2 separate regions of the Mus musculus genome follow, and region 1 is linked to region 2. The links are chromatin contacts, called in public HiChIP or PLAC-seq maps. All regions are on one chromosome and are shown on one strand. Each heading gives the region's core, a stretch centred on a gene start, on an enhancer-like site or on the middle of the called end of the contact. The rest is flanking DNA. Distances are from core to core; before and after follow the strand shown.

Region 1 (5,803 bases), core at 3,303-5,802, 98 kb before region 2:
TTCCACTCCTACGGGGGAAGGGGGGCAGGACACTTCATTACCAACTGTAGTGTCGGTGTCAATGGACTTAAAAGCAGAGACAGAAACGGTCGGTCGTTTCCATTAAAGGAAATGTTACTAAGAAGTTGGAGAGAGTCCTAGCCACCTCCACCCTAATCCCTAGTGATGGAATAGTTTAAAATCACAAAAGCTCCAACTACCAAAAAAAAAAAAAGAAAAGAAAAGAAAAAAAAACCACCCAGCTGCCTCCACCCTTACTTCAGGGAGAAATATATTCTAAGGCAGCCAGTGTTCAGCCTTCCTGGCCCCCACCAGCTCTGTTCAGAACCCATACCCTCCCCACCAGAAGAAAACAGATCAGACTCTGAGAAAGAATACAAGTGTGCAGTCAACTGATTACAAATCTGAAATGGTAATAAACAGCACAGTTTCTAATTTTTGGTTGATAGCTTTGAAGCACTTAAAAAAAAAAGAAAAATGAAATATTGACTACCAAAGTTTTTATATATAATGTGTGTGTGTGTGTGTGTGTGTGTGTGTGTGCCTGTGCCTTTGAAGCTATGCCTCGTGGTGCACATCTGTAATTCCCACACTCCGGAGGCCAGAGCAGGAGGGTCAGGAATTTGAAGAAAGCCTGTGATATCTAGTGAGCTTGCTCTGCAAGGGAAGTAGAATAAATTAAACAATAAAGCAAAAGAATAAAATCCAGGGAATTAGTATTCCTAAGAGCTATTCACTTGCACAAGCGTAATAAAACAACAGCACTCCCCAGATGTATGGTGTGTGCCTATATCTCATCGATGGCAGGCGGAGGCTGAAGAATCCTGAGTTCGACTAGACGTAGCCCCTACCTCAGAATGACAACAACACTTGCAAGAGGAAATGTGGAGAGAAGATTAGCCCAGGATTGACAAACAGGAAGAGAGAAGAAGCTCGGGCCAGATGTGCTAAATGTCAGCGTGCAGGAAAGCACTCAACTGCTTAGAAATTTTATTACAGAAAAGTTGTTTCGTTTTGAAATCTAAGATCTATGGGGACTGGCTGGAGAGATGACTCAAGTTAAGAGCACTTGCTGCTCTTACAGAAGACCCAGGCTTGGTCTTCAGCACCCAGGTGGTGGCTCACAACCACCTGTAACTCCCTGCGTGCATGCGGGACACAGAGGACACATACACACTGGAAAAATAAATATAGTTGTAAAATGAAAATACATCTTTTAATTTTTTTTAATGAGACAGTTCCTAATTATATCATCTGCAACTGACTTTTTTTCTTTTCAGCTGAAGGTCACATTAATTAGGCAGTCATTTTTTTTTTCTTCTACACAGATACCAGCACCTATTTTTGAATGCTAAGATACTGACGTTCTTCTGTGGTTTTAGACTCCAAGTCCATAGCTTGTGGCTGGAGGATTCAGATTGTCAGGAAGACTGACATGACACTGCAGAAGGTTCTTAAAGAACGGGAAAGCCGGAGCTGTTCCTGAAAATTCCCGCTAAGACCAGTCAAGTCTTTCCCACCAACATGGTCTAGCTTGGGGGATACACCGAAAGCATCATGGGAATGTTGGGAAAGGAGAGGAATACTGTATAGGAATCCCAAATATACTGGAGTATGTTTTAGCTTCAGTTGGGTCCTCCTTTTAGCAAATGGAATGGTTTAAGTAAAACAAAAGGAATCACTTTTAAAGACACAAACAAACAAACAAACAAACAAAAACCACTTATCCTGACTCTGCAAGTGAAGTACGGAAGGCTACCCAGAGCCCACAGATAGAGGCGGGGGTGAGAAATCTGTGTTTCGCAGAATCATAATGGCTTCCAGACATTCCAGCAGGTTTCTTTCCAATGAAGATCTGACTTCAGCAGATTTTATGTATCTGGGGACCAGGGGAACTCCAACAGCCTGCACTGGTGTGAAAGTCAGCCAAGGGTGACCTTGAACTTTGCCTGTAACTCCTAAATGCAGAGGTCGTGGGTATTAACTGAGTTCTGTACACAGCCCCAGACTTTCTCCTTGGGAAGAGACCTTCATCGACTGTCCACATCCACATAGCTCTGGTCTTTTAGTTGGAGAAACAATAGAATATTTGTAGTGAGCTTCAGGAAGAGAGTCCTGACAGGGTTCCCTTCCCGCCATTGTGAAAAGCTGATTGCTACCAAGAACACCCCCCTGAGGACTGGCCTAAAAGCTAAAGGCTCTTTCTACTGCCTTGAACCTTATGACAATAGTAGTGGTTGTTTTTATTCCTTTTTGAGATGAGAGCTGACTCTGTGACCAAGCTATCTTGGAACTTACGATGTAGTGCAGGCTGGCCTCAAATTCATATACTTCTGCCACAGGTGGCTCCTCCCCCCCCCCCAGGTGGCTCTTAATTTTATTTTAATGGTGATATACATAGAGTGTTCTGAAAATAAGAAGACATTTTACATGCTTCCAATGGATTCTCTCTTCTCCAGACCTAGCTCTCTTCTTTCAGTGTCACAGTGTTGCCCTTTGTTCTGGTTGGTTCTGTGAGAGGAACTGCCTGCACTGAAGCGCTTCCCGGGTAATGCTGGGCGACAGAATCTGAGTACATCCCCCTGGGATCTTATTAAAATGCAGACGCTAGTGTAGTAGTTCTGGCCTGGTCTTGAAATTCTGCCCTTGCAGCTCCCAAATGAAGAAAGCCAGGGCTCTGTGCGTGAGCTGAACCCTGACCCTACATCCAAAGATTGTACTTTCTAGTTGTTTCTAGTTGTTTTTTTTTTTTTTTTTTTTTTTCGAGACAGGGTTTCTCTGTGTAGCCCTGACTGTCCTGAAACTCACTCTATAGACCAGGCTGGCCTCGAACTCAGGGATCTGCCTGCCTCTGTCTCCCGAGTGCATCACCACTGCCTGGCTTAAGATTGGTACTTTTTAAAGGTGTGACTATCTTTTCTCTCTTTCTCTCTCTCTCTCTCTCTCTCTATCTATCTATCTCTATCTCTCTCTCTCTCTCTCTCTCTCTCTCTCTCTCTCTATTTCTCTCTGTGTGTTTTGAATCCTCTGGAGGTGTGTGTGTCAGAGACAGAGAAATTGCAGGCATGTGGGCCTTCGATCTCTCTGGGTTGGTTCTTTCTACCTTGTTCCTGAGGTAGGGTCTATATTGGTTGTGTCACTGGGCTATGAACTCTGGGCTGGCTTGACTGTGAGGCTCTGGCTCATTCTGCCATCTCTGACTCCCAGATCACAGTAGGAGTGCTGGAATTACAGATGCACCCCACTGCATCCGACTTTATACCTGGATTCTGGGACTGAACTCTGGTCTTCAGACTTGCACCCTCGGAACCATCTTACCGGCCCCTCCAGAGAGATTCGCATCCACAGCTAAGGGGAGGATATTGACGATTTTTAAAATGTTATATGTAAATATACTTTTCTCTCTCTCCCCTATGCAGAATCTAGATGTAACTCTGCGGTGTGTAAGTTTGTGATGAGAAATAAATAAATAGCCTTTTTAAGGGAGGAAGGAAACTGGGAGAGGAAGCAAGAAAAGGTCCTGGAGTAAACGAACAAAGTATGAAAGCAACACCGTGAGTCCCATTAGCTCAATAAAAAGGAGGTTGCTGGCCAGACGTGATGGCACACATCTTTAACCCCAGGACTCAGGAGGCTGAGGCAGGTGGATGTCCGTGAGTTCAAGGCCAGCCTAGCCTACCAAGCAAGTTCCAGGATAGTCAGGACTACATAGAGACCACATGGGGAGGTGGGGGGGGGGGTGGAGTGGGGGGAGTGAGGGTGAAATAAAGAGAAGAAAGTGTTCCTTGGGCAGACTTCCACCACCTACAGTGTACCAAATCGTGCTTCTTAAAGTTACAATTAATTCAGCCGGGCGTGGTGGCGCAGGCCTTTAATCCCAACAATGGAGAGGCAGAGGCAGGCGGATTTCTGAGTTCAAGGCCAGCCTGGTCTACAGAGTAAGTTCCAGGACAGGCCAGGGCTACACAGAGAAACCTTGTCTCGAAAAAAAACAAAACAAACAAAACAACAACAACAAAAGTTACAATAAGTTCTTATATACAGTTGGGTACTGACAAGTTATTTGTTTTAGGAACATATGAATCGATTAACAACGTGGACTACAAGGAACAGGTTTTAACACAGTTAACCACACAATACAAGTTGAGTCAGACTTCCTCTTGGTTTCCATGTTTTGAGGCTGGCCTGGTGTCTGTGGGTGAGGCTTCCCCTTTGGTAGCCACCCTTCGTGCTGTGGGCTTTCCTCTAGAGCCGTGGTTCTCAACCTGTGGGTTGCGACCCCTTTGGCAAACCTCTTTCTCCAAAAATATTTACGTTACGATTCATAACTGTGGCAAAGTGACAGGAAGGTGCAACAAAAATAATATTATGATGGGGGGGGGGGGTTTGTCACCACAACATGAGTAACTGTGTTAAAGCGTTGTAGCATTAGGAAGGTTGAGAACCACTGTCCTTAGAATCTTGGCCCAGACTCCAGGTAGACTCAGTGTGGCCCTTCGTTCCCTCTCTCTGACTGAGATGCCTGTGGAATGGTACCGCCCCTTGGGGTGACTCAGATGAGAAAAGTAGTGATCTGAGATGTTGAAATGCAAAGGAAGAGAGAAACGCGGGTACAGCCTACAGATGTACCAGGTTCATCTCCAAGATGGCCAAATGACCCACTCTAGTGTCAGGGATTGGCTGCTCCCCCACCCCCACCCCCACCCCCACCCCCACCCCCTTTAAAGCCTGAGAAGTTCTGTACGGTGTTAAACAAGGCAGTGTCTCTTATAACTCTGTATTATCCCAAATAAATCAAGAGGACTTTAAACAAAGGGGGTGGGGGTGAAGCATGAATTCTCAGCCGACGGGGATGGAAAAGTCTTGGGGCAGAGAAGTCGTTCGTTCTTCCCTTCCCTTGTGCTCCTGGGAGTGGTTTCCTGGATGCTGGCCCTAAGTTTTGCATCTTGTTTTCAACACTTTTTAAATTAATTGTCGTTTTGAAAGGTTTCTGCACTTTTCCTTCTCCCAGGTTTCTCGGACACCGAGGAGATCAGGGATGAGACACACAGGGCTACGTCTGTTTCCATACCAGACACACATGCCTTAAGCACAGCTCTGTCCTTCAGAGCCACTGGGTCTTCTGTAGGGCCTGGGGCGGCTAGAACTGGAAACTGCAGGTTACTCATGCTGCTGTGGGTTCACTGTGGGACTGTGGAACTCCCACCCAGGAGTCATGGTAAATGCGACAGCAATTAAAACACCCACGTGAGACACAGTGGGCAGAGATCCACCTCCAAACAGAGGAAGCCCAGCGCTAGACCATTGTAAACCAACATTCCGTCTACGTTCATCAATGATGGCCAGGGCTGGAAAGATGGCTCTGCAGGTAAATAAATGCCCTTGCAGGTGACCTAAGTTCAATCCCAGGAGCCCGTGTCAAGGGACGAGGACAGAGCAGACAGACTCCACGTGTTCACACGCAGGCTCTGCCCATGTTAAATCTGTCTTGAAAGCTAGCTTATTTTCTACCGTGCCTCTAACTTGGCACAGCTCTGAGAAACATCCCATGGCACAGCCATCTGGGTTGAATAAAAGAGGGAGGGTTTTTTTGTTGTTGGTTTTTTGGTTTTTTTTTCCAATTTGATTTCTCACATTTTGTTCCTCTTTGTTTTAAAGGGGGAGAAAATTGTTGTGAAATAACCAAATTATTGCATAATTGTTCACGAAACAGAAGAGATCTTTTTCAGCTCTCTGCCATTTCTAAGGAACCCTCATCTGAGAATTTCTCCATATCCCCTCCCCCCCGCCACCCCCTCACCCC
Region 2 (6,321 bases), core at 2,649-5,148:
GATACATATGTCATGAACACTTTGAACTAAAAATGGCTGGCTGAGTACAGATTTGATTTCTACTTAGACCTCCTGAGTCAAGTGTGGACAAAGCTCTGATCTCTTCCCTTCCATTTGGGGGTCATCTGAGGACACTCATTTCTCACACAGGGACCTACTCATGACTGCCAACAAGACAGAGAAAAACAGAAGTACCCAGTGAGTATAAGCCTCATTCCTGACTGGTGGCCGACACCCAACCTAGCCTAGGGTTCCAATCCCAGTGACCCCAATGTTTCTCAGTAACACTTTTGCCCTGGCTGGCAGGCTGCCTCCCCAGAGGCTTCTGATAAAGACAAAGCCAGACAACGAGCCAGAGTCAGATTCAGAGAAGTTCCTCTTCCCTGGTTAACGTCATTTTTATTCAATTAAATCAATTGTTATAGTGCTCTTGCGTGTGCATGTGGGGCCTGGAGGTGGTGGTGAGAGACATTGGGGAAGGCACACATGCTAAGCTAAGCTGGTGCAAGTCAGAGACAAACTTCTAGAGTCAATTCCCTCCTATGGTTAGGTTAACCACAGGTTTTGGTAGCTGAACCCAGGTTGGCAGGGTTGGCAGCAAGTACCTACCTCTGATGAGCCTTCTTGCCAGTCCTACATTATTTTTGGGAAAACTGCCCGTGTTGCTATGGTTACTTTGACTCGATTATATTTTCAGCTACAAGGTATCCCATCTACTGTTTTCACTGTTGCTTTTTGATCTTTTTTTGCCCCCCCCCCCAGGTTGGGCCTTTAGGCTTCTTGATCCTTCTTTTTACTAACAAGCGCTTCTGTGAATATTTTTGTCCTGAGTTCCCTGTTAACATGGACTTTCATGGAGTTTCCCTTTGATGTTTATGCACAAAGAATTCCGCTGGGTGGTAACATTTAGACATGACAGTAAATATTTCAAATTTCCTTAAATAATTATCACTGCTGCTACCAGTGTGGAAAGTTCCCCCAGGCTGCAGATTCTTATCGATTACAGGTCCTGTCAGACTTGTTAACGTTGGCTAATCAAATGTGTGTAAAATCTGTCCTCCTGATTTTCAGTTTCGTTTGCCTGCGACCGCAGAGAGAGAAAACGCTGGCAATGCAGGTTTCCTGTTCTATGGCTTGTCTGCTCATAGTCTTGTCTGTTTTACCTCTAAAATGAAAGTATAACAGACAAGTTTTTTAAAAATAGCTTTTCTTCTTTTCTGACCTCAAATCTAAGCTAAGGTGAGTTGCTGCATATCTACATCTTTAACATTTGTTCCCCAATTCAAGTTACATAAATTTTAATAGCTAGACATGAAAGAAAATATAAAGCCTAAGGCATAAAAATAAGCATACATATCATAAATATATAATTTAATTGTCACCATCCCACCCAACTTAGCTTTTTAAAAATTAATTAATTAATCTATTTCTTTCTTTATTTACATCCCAAATGCTGCCCCTCTCCCTGTGTAGGCATGAATCTTAAGGAGATAGTTCAACAAATATTTATAAATGAATGTAATTATGTAGGCATGTGTCCTTTGATGTATTTTTAAAGGCAGTCCAATTAATAAGTGTTTCCTGGGGCTGGGTGCTTGCCTCGCCCCCACAAAGTCCTCTGTTTGATCCCTCAGGTACTCTTGTAATCCCAGCATTTGGGAGGTGGAGGCAGGAGGATAGGAAATTAGGATCACCCTTGACTATGTCACAAATCTGAGATTAGCTTGAGCTACAGCAGACCTTGCTCCAAATCAGTTGACAAATAAACCAAGCAAGCAAGCAATCGATAGAGCATTCCCTAATGTTTTTCGGCTGTGTTTTTGCTGAAGAACATGTCTGTATTCTAACAGCATAAACCCATTTTCTTACTTTCCTTCTAAACATTTAAAGTTTTAGCTCTTCTTAAAAAAGATTTATTTATTTGTTTTATGTATGTGAGTACACTGTAGCTGTCCTCAGACACACCAGAAAAGGGCATCAGATCCCATTACAGATGGCTGTGAGTCACCATGTGGTTGCTGGGAATTGAACTCAGAACCTCTGGAAGAGCGGTCAGTGCTCTTAACTGCTGAGCCATCTTTCCAGTCCTAAAGTTTCAGTTCTCTCTCTCTCTCTCTCTCTCTCTCTCTCTCTCTCTCTCTCTCTCTCTCTCTCTCTCTCTCTCTCTCTCTCTCTCTCTCTCCTTCGTTTTTAGAGACAGAGTCTTGTGTAGTCCTAATACCTCTTCCTCCGTGCTAGTATTATAAGCATCTATCCCCAAACCCTGAAAAGATTTAGCTGTTTACATATCACGACTGTGAGATTGTTTTGTGCAGGGAGGGGGGGTTGGGGTGGGGTGGGGTGGGGCAGAGAGTCCAAAGTAGCGTTCCACCTCGTTCCTTACAGATAACCATTCTTTAAAGCATCGTGGGAGCACACTGCTCACTACCTCTGACCTAACGCTCCACCTTCCTTTCTGAGTGGTCCTGGTGATTGACAGGCAAGGACTGTATCGCTGAGTTACATCTCTAACTCAGTCAATCACCTTCGTTCATCAAGACTGCGCACATGTGTGGGTCTTCTCTCTGGGCTCTAAAGGATACCCATGGATTTGTCTAGCTTAGCATGTGATGAAGAAAACGTATCTTTGTATCAGGTCCCTCCAGCCTCATGGCTGGGATACTTGGAACAAAAGACAAACGGACGTAAAACAAGCATACGCATTCACTTAATATGTTTGCCACACGCAGGGGCCTTTGGAGAAGACTGGAAGAAACAGCAACATTTCTCCATTAAAAAAAATTTTTTTTTTAGATTTATTTATTTATTGTGTGTGAGTGTTTTGTCTGCATGTACATGTGTGGACCATGTGAATGCCTGTGGAGATCAGAAGAGGGGATTGGATCCAGAGAGTTGCTATCCATGTGGTTGCTGGAAACCGGAAGTGGGCCTTCTGCAAAGAGCACCCAAGGCTGTTAACCACTAAGCCACCCCTCCAGCTGGAAGCCTCTGTATTTTAGTGCTCAGTAGATTCGACTTAGTCTTGCAGAAGTATGGCGAGACAGCGGGGGTACCATCCGATGCTACAGACTAAGGGAAATGTAGCAGGCTTGCTTGTTTGGATTTTTTTTTTCTCCTTCAAGACAGAGTTTCTCTGTGTAGTCATAACTGTTCTGAAACTCGTTCTGTACAACAGGCTGCTCTGCTTCTACTACCCGAGTGCTGGAATTAAAGGAGTACACCACCATATTCTGCTCTTGTTGAAGCTTCTGTGAGTGTCTATAAGATAAGGATGCTCCTTTCCTTTGGCTCCAAGGAAGACACGCAGGAAAGAAGGTGCAGTGCCCTACTTCAGGGGACAGTGGCTTTCCTGCTCCTGCAGCTTGGGAGTTGAGCGAGCTCATTAGCACCAATACCCATAGTTTCAGTTGATTTAACTGGATTACAAAATTGGTCATCGGGTTTAGGCAGAAAGCATGTTTTGGTCCATAAGCTCCCAGCTGTGTAATAAAGATGGGAAGACAGGCTCTGAACCGCAAGCTCAGGTTGGTACGGAAGAACCTGCACCAGGTTGCTGGTCACAGGGTCTAGCCCTGGCTCCGTCCCACCTGGTTATGGGACCAAGTGTCTGGCCTTTGGCTGCATGGAAGTATATGACTTTGGCTATCTAGGGTCCCTGTGCGTTCATGACTCTGTCCTTTCAACCCTCAACCCTCTGTCCCACAGACCAAGGCAGGCTATAGAATTCATCACCCAAAGGAGTGTGTTCAACTTTTAATTTATTCTTGTGTTTGAAGGCTAACTGTATTGTGATTTCCCCTTCCATTTAAAACCTTCTCAGATCTTGCTCAGCAGAAAGCCAGCTGTCCCCGACTTCTCTGAAAGGCCTCCTCTGGCTTGTTCAGACTTTTCTAGAACTGAGATTTCAGTTGACCTCATTCTCACTGGAGGAATGCATCTTCCTCTTTCAGAAGGGATGATTCTGGGTACTGATATGGTGGAGATGGGTTCGTCTGAACAGGGAGCCTCACCTACCCAGCCTGTATAGGGCATGTCCGGTCTGTACGAAGGAACTCAGTCCAATGGTGGCATTACACTAGCATTGCCTAATGGAAGAACTTCATTTACTCACGGATACTCACAAAATAAGTACTTAGTTAGATGATGACTGCACAGCTGTTCACATTAATGAAGAGTTAATTTTTGTTTTCTTTTATAATGAGCCCCCCTCCTGCCCCTCCCTCGCTCCCTCCCTCTCTCTTTTCTTGCTTTTTAAAGAAATTTAATTTTTAAAAAAATTTATGTCCATTGGTGTTTTGTCTGCATGTATGTCTGTGTGAAGGTATCGGATTCCTTGAAACTGGAGTCACAGACATGAACCACCATATGAGTGCTGGGAATCAAACCTGGGTCCCTCTGGAAGAGCAGCCAGTGTTCTTCATTGCTGAGCCATCTCTCCAGCCCGCCATCCTTTCCAGTCTCATTTCAGCAGGGTATCAGGTAACCCAGACTGGCCTCAAATTTGTTCTATAGCCAAGGATGGCCTCGAACCCCTAATCATCCCGTCTCTACATCCTGAGTGCTGAGATGACAGATGTGTGCTTTCCACGTGTTGTGTCTGCAGTGCTGGGGTTAGGAACAAGGGCTTTGTGCACATTAGACAAGTGAATGACATCCCAGCCCTCTCTGGCAAAACGGATTTAATGAAAGGATTTTCAAAGTTAGAAAGGATCTGACAAAGCTACTCAAATCTACTTTTGTGTATATATTTGTGGTGTGTGTGTGTGTGTGTGTGTGTGTGTATGTGTGTGTGTGTGTGTGTGTGTGAGAGAGAGAGAGAGAGAGAGAGAGAGAGAGTATGCACCATGTGTGTCCACGTTATGTGTCTTCCCCTAACACTCTCCACCTTACATTTTGAGACAGAGTCTCTCACTGAACCTGATGACCACTGAACGGCTGTCCAGCAACCCTAGGGTTCTGCCTGTCTCCATCTCTGTCCCCTGCCCTATAGGACTAGATTAAAATTATATAGAAAGGGGATTGTTTATTTAGAACAGAAAAACAACAACATCAAGTGATGGCATTTAGAGATTCCCGTCCTTTTTTTCTGAGATCTCTTTGGGCAATTTGGTGGAAGTATATTTAATAATGTTTCCATGTTTGCTTTAAAATAACCTAGAAATTCGATAACTCTAACTGACCATAACACCTGCTCTGACTTCAGCTTTTGTCAAATCTGTGTCGAGGTATGTATGTATGTATGTTGTCTAGGTATGTATGTATGTATGTTGTCTAGGTATGTATGTATGTATGTGTCTAGGTATGTATGTATGTATGTTGTCTAGGTATGTATGTATGTATGTTGTCTAGGTATGTATGTATGTATGTGTCTAGGTATGTATGTATGTATGTGTCTAGGTATGTATGTATGTATGTGTCTAGGTATGTATGTATGTATGTGTCGAGGTATGTATGTATGTATGTTGTCTAGGTATGTATGTATGTATGTGTCTAGGTATGTATGTATGTATGTATGTGTCTAGGTATGTATGTATGTATGTGTCTAGGTATGTATGTATGTATGTGTCTAGGTATGTATGTATGTATGTGTCTAGGTATGTATGTATGCTAGGTATGTATGCTTGTCTTCTCACCAGTTCTCTAAGAGTGATCCAAGAATTATGTTCCACGGAGCACAGAAAATGAAGGCCTCCGGACTTCTTATTTATGTCACAATTAAAGACAGATATCACTTTTATCATATATGTGTGTATATATATATAGCAGATAAAAAATAAAGGCAAATTAAAATTTGTAACCTAATGTGTGTAACACACCAGAGTGGTCCTTGGAAGGAAATCTGTGTGGCTCTTCAGGGTCAAGCATCCTACCCAACAGGACAAGACATCTACATTTGATCGCTTCTACCTCCCCCATAGTTTCTAAAAGCTCAACTCTTCAGGCCTAAGGCAGAATATAAAAAAAAAAAAAAAAAAAAAAAAAAAGAGCTAGGACTGGAGAGATGGCTCAGCAGTTAAGAGCACTAGCTGCTCTTCTGAAGGTCCCAAGCTCAAGTCTCAGCTACCACATGGTGGCTCACAACAATCTATAAATAGGATCTGATGCCCTCCTCTGGTGTGTCTGAAGACAGCTACAGTGTATTCATAAAGATGAAATAAATAAATAGCTGGACAGTGGTGGCGCATGCCTTTAATCCCAGCACTTGGGAGGCAGAGGCAGGCAGATTTCTGAGTTTGAGGCTAGCCTGGTCTACAGAGTGAGTTCTAGGACAGCCAGGGTTATACAGAGAAACCCTGTCTTGAAAAACCAAAAAAAAAAAAA

Evidence for each region. HiChIP or PLAC-seq counts read pairs in DNA pulled down with a chosen protein or histone mark.
Region 1: a BATF HiChIP or PLAC-seq map of CD8 T cells shows a contact between it and region 2, with 5 read pairs. The contact joins two enhancer-like sites. A contact is called at or near these places in 1 of 15 datasets of contacts at CTCF or cohesin (CD8 T cells), 7 of 484 Hi-C or Micro-C datasets (CD8 T cells, Th1 cells, bone marrow-derived macrophages and 4 more) and 4 of 115 datasets of contacts at active chromatin or transcription factors (CD8 T cells, the HPC-7 cell line, bone marrow-derived macrophages and 1 more).

Annotation. Positions count from the first base shown.
Region 1 is chr10:67,047,795-67,053,597 of GRCm38.p6, reverse strand. The region is part of intron 2 of Reep3 (receptor accessory protein 3); the gene reads left to right. Among named protein-coding and RNA genes, the nearest start is that of Gm31763, 46 kb to the right of the region's middle. Within about 2 kb of position 4,552, at least 116 of the 459 cell types and tissues checked have an H3K27ac peak or open chromatin away from gene starts, as enhancers often do. A contact at or near this core is called in CD8 T cells and bone marrow-derived macrophages, where this site is marked.
Region 2 is chr10:66,948,213-66,954,533 of GRCm38.p6, reverse strand. No RefSeq gene overlaps it. Among named protein-coding and RNA genes, the nearest start is that of 1110002J07Rik, 31 kb to the right of the region's middle. Within about 2 kb of position 3,898, at least 14 of the 459 cell types and tissues checked have an H3K27ac peak or open chromatin away from gene starts, as enhancers often do. A contact at or near this core is called in CD8 T cells and bone marrow-derived macrophages, where this site is marked.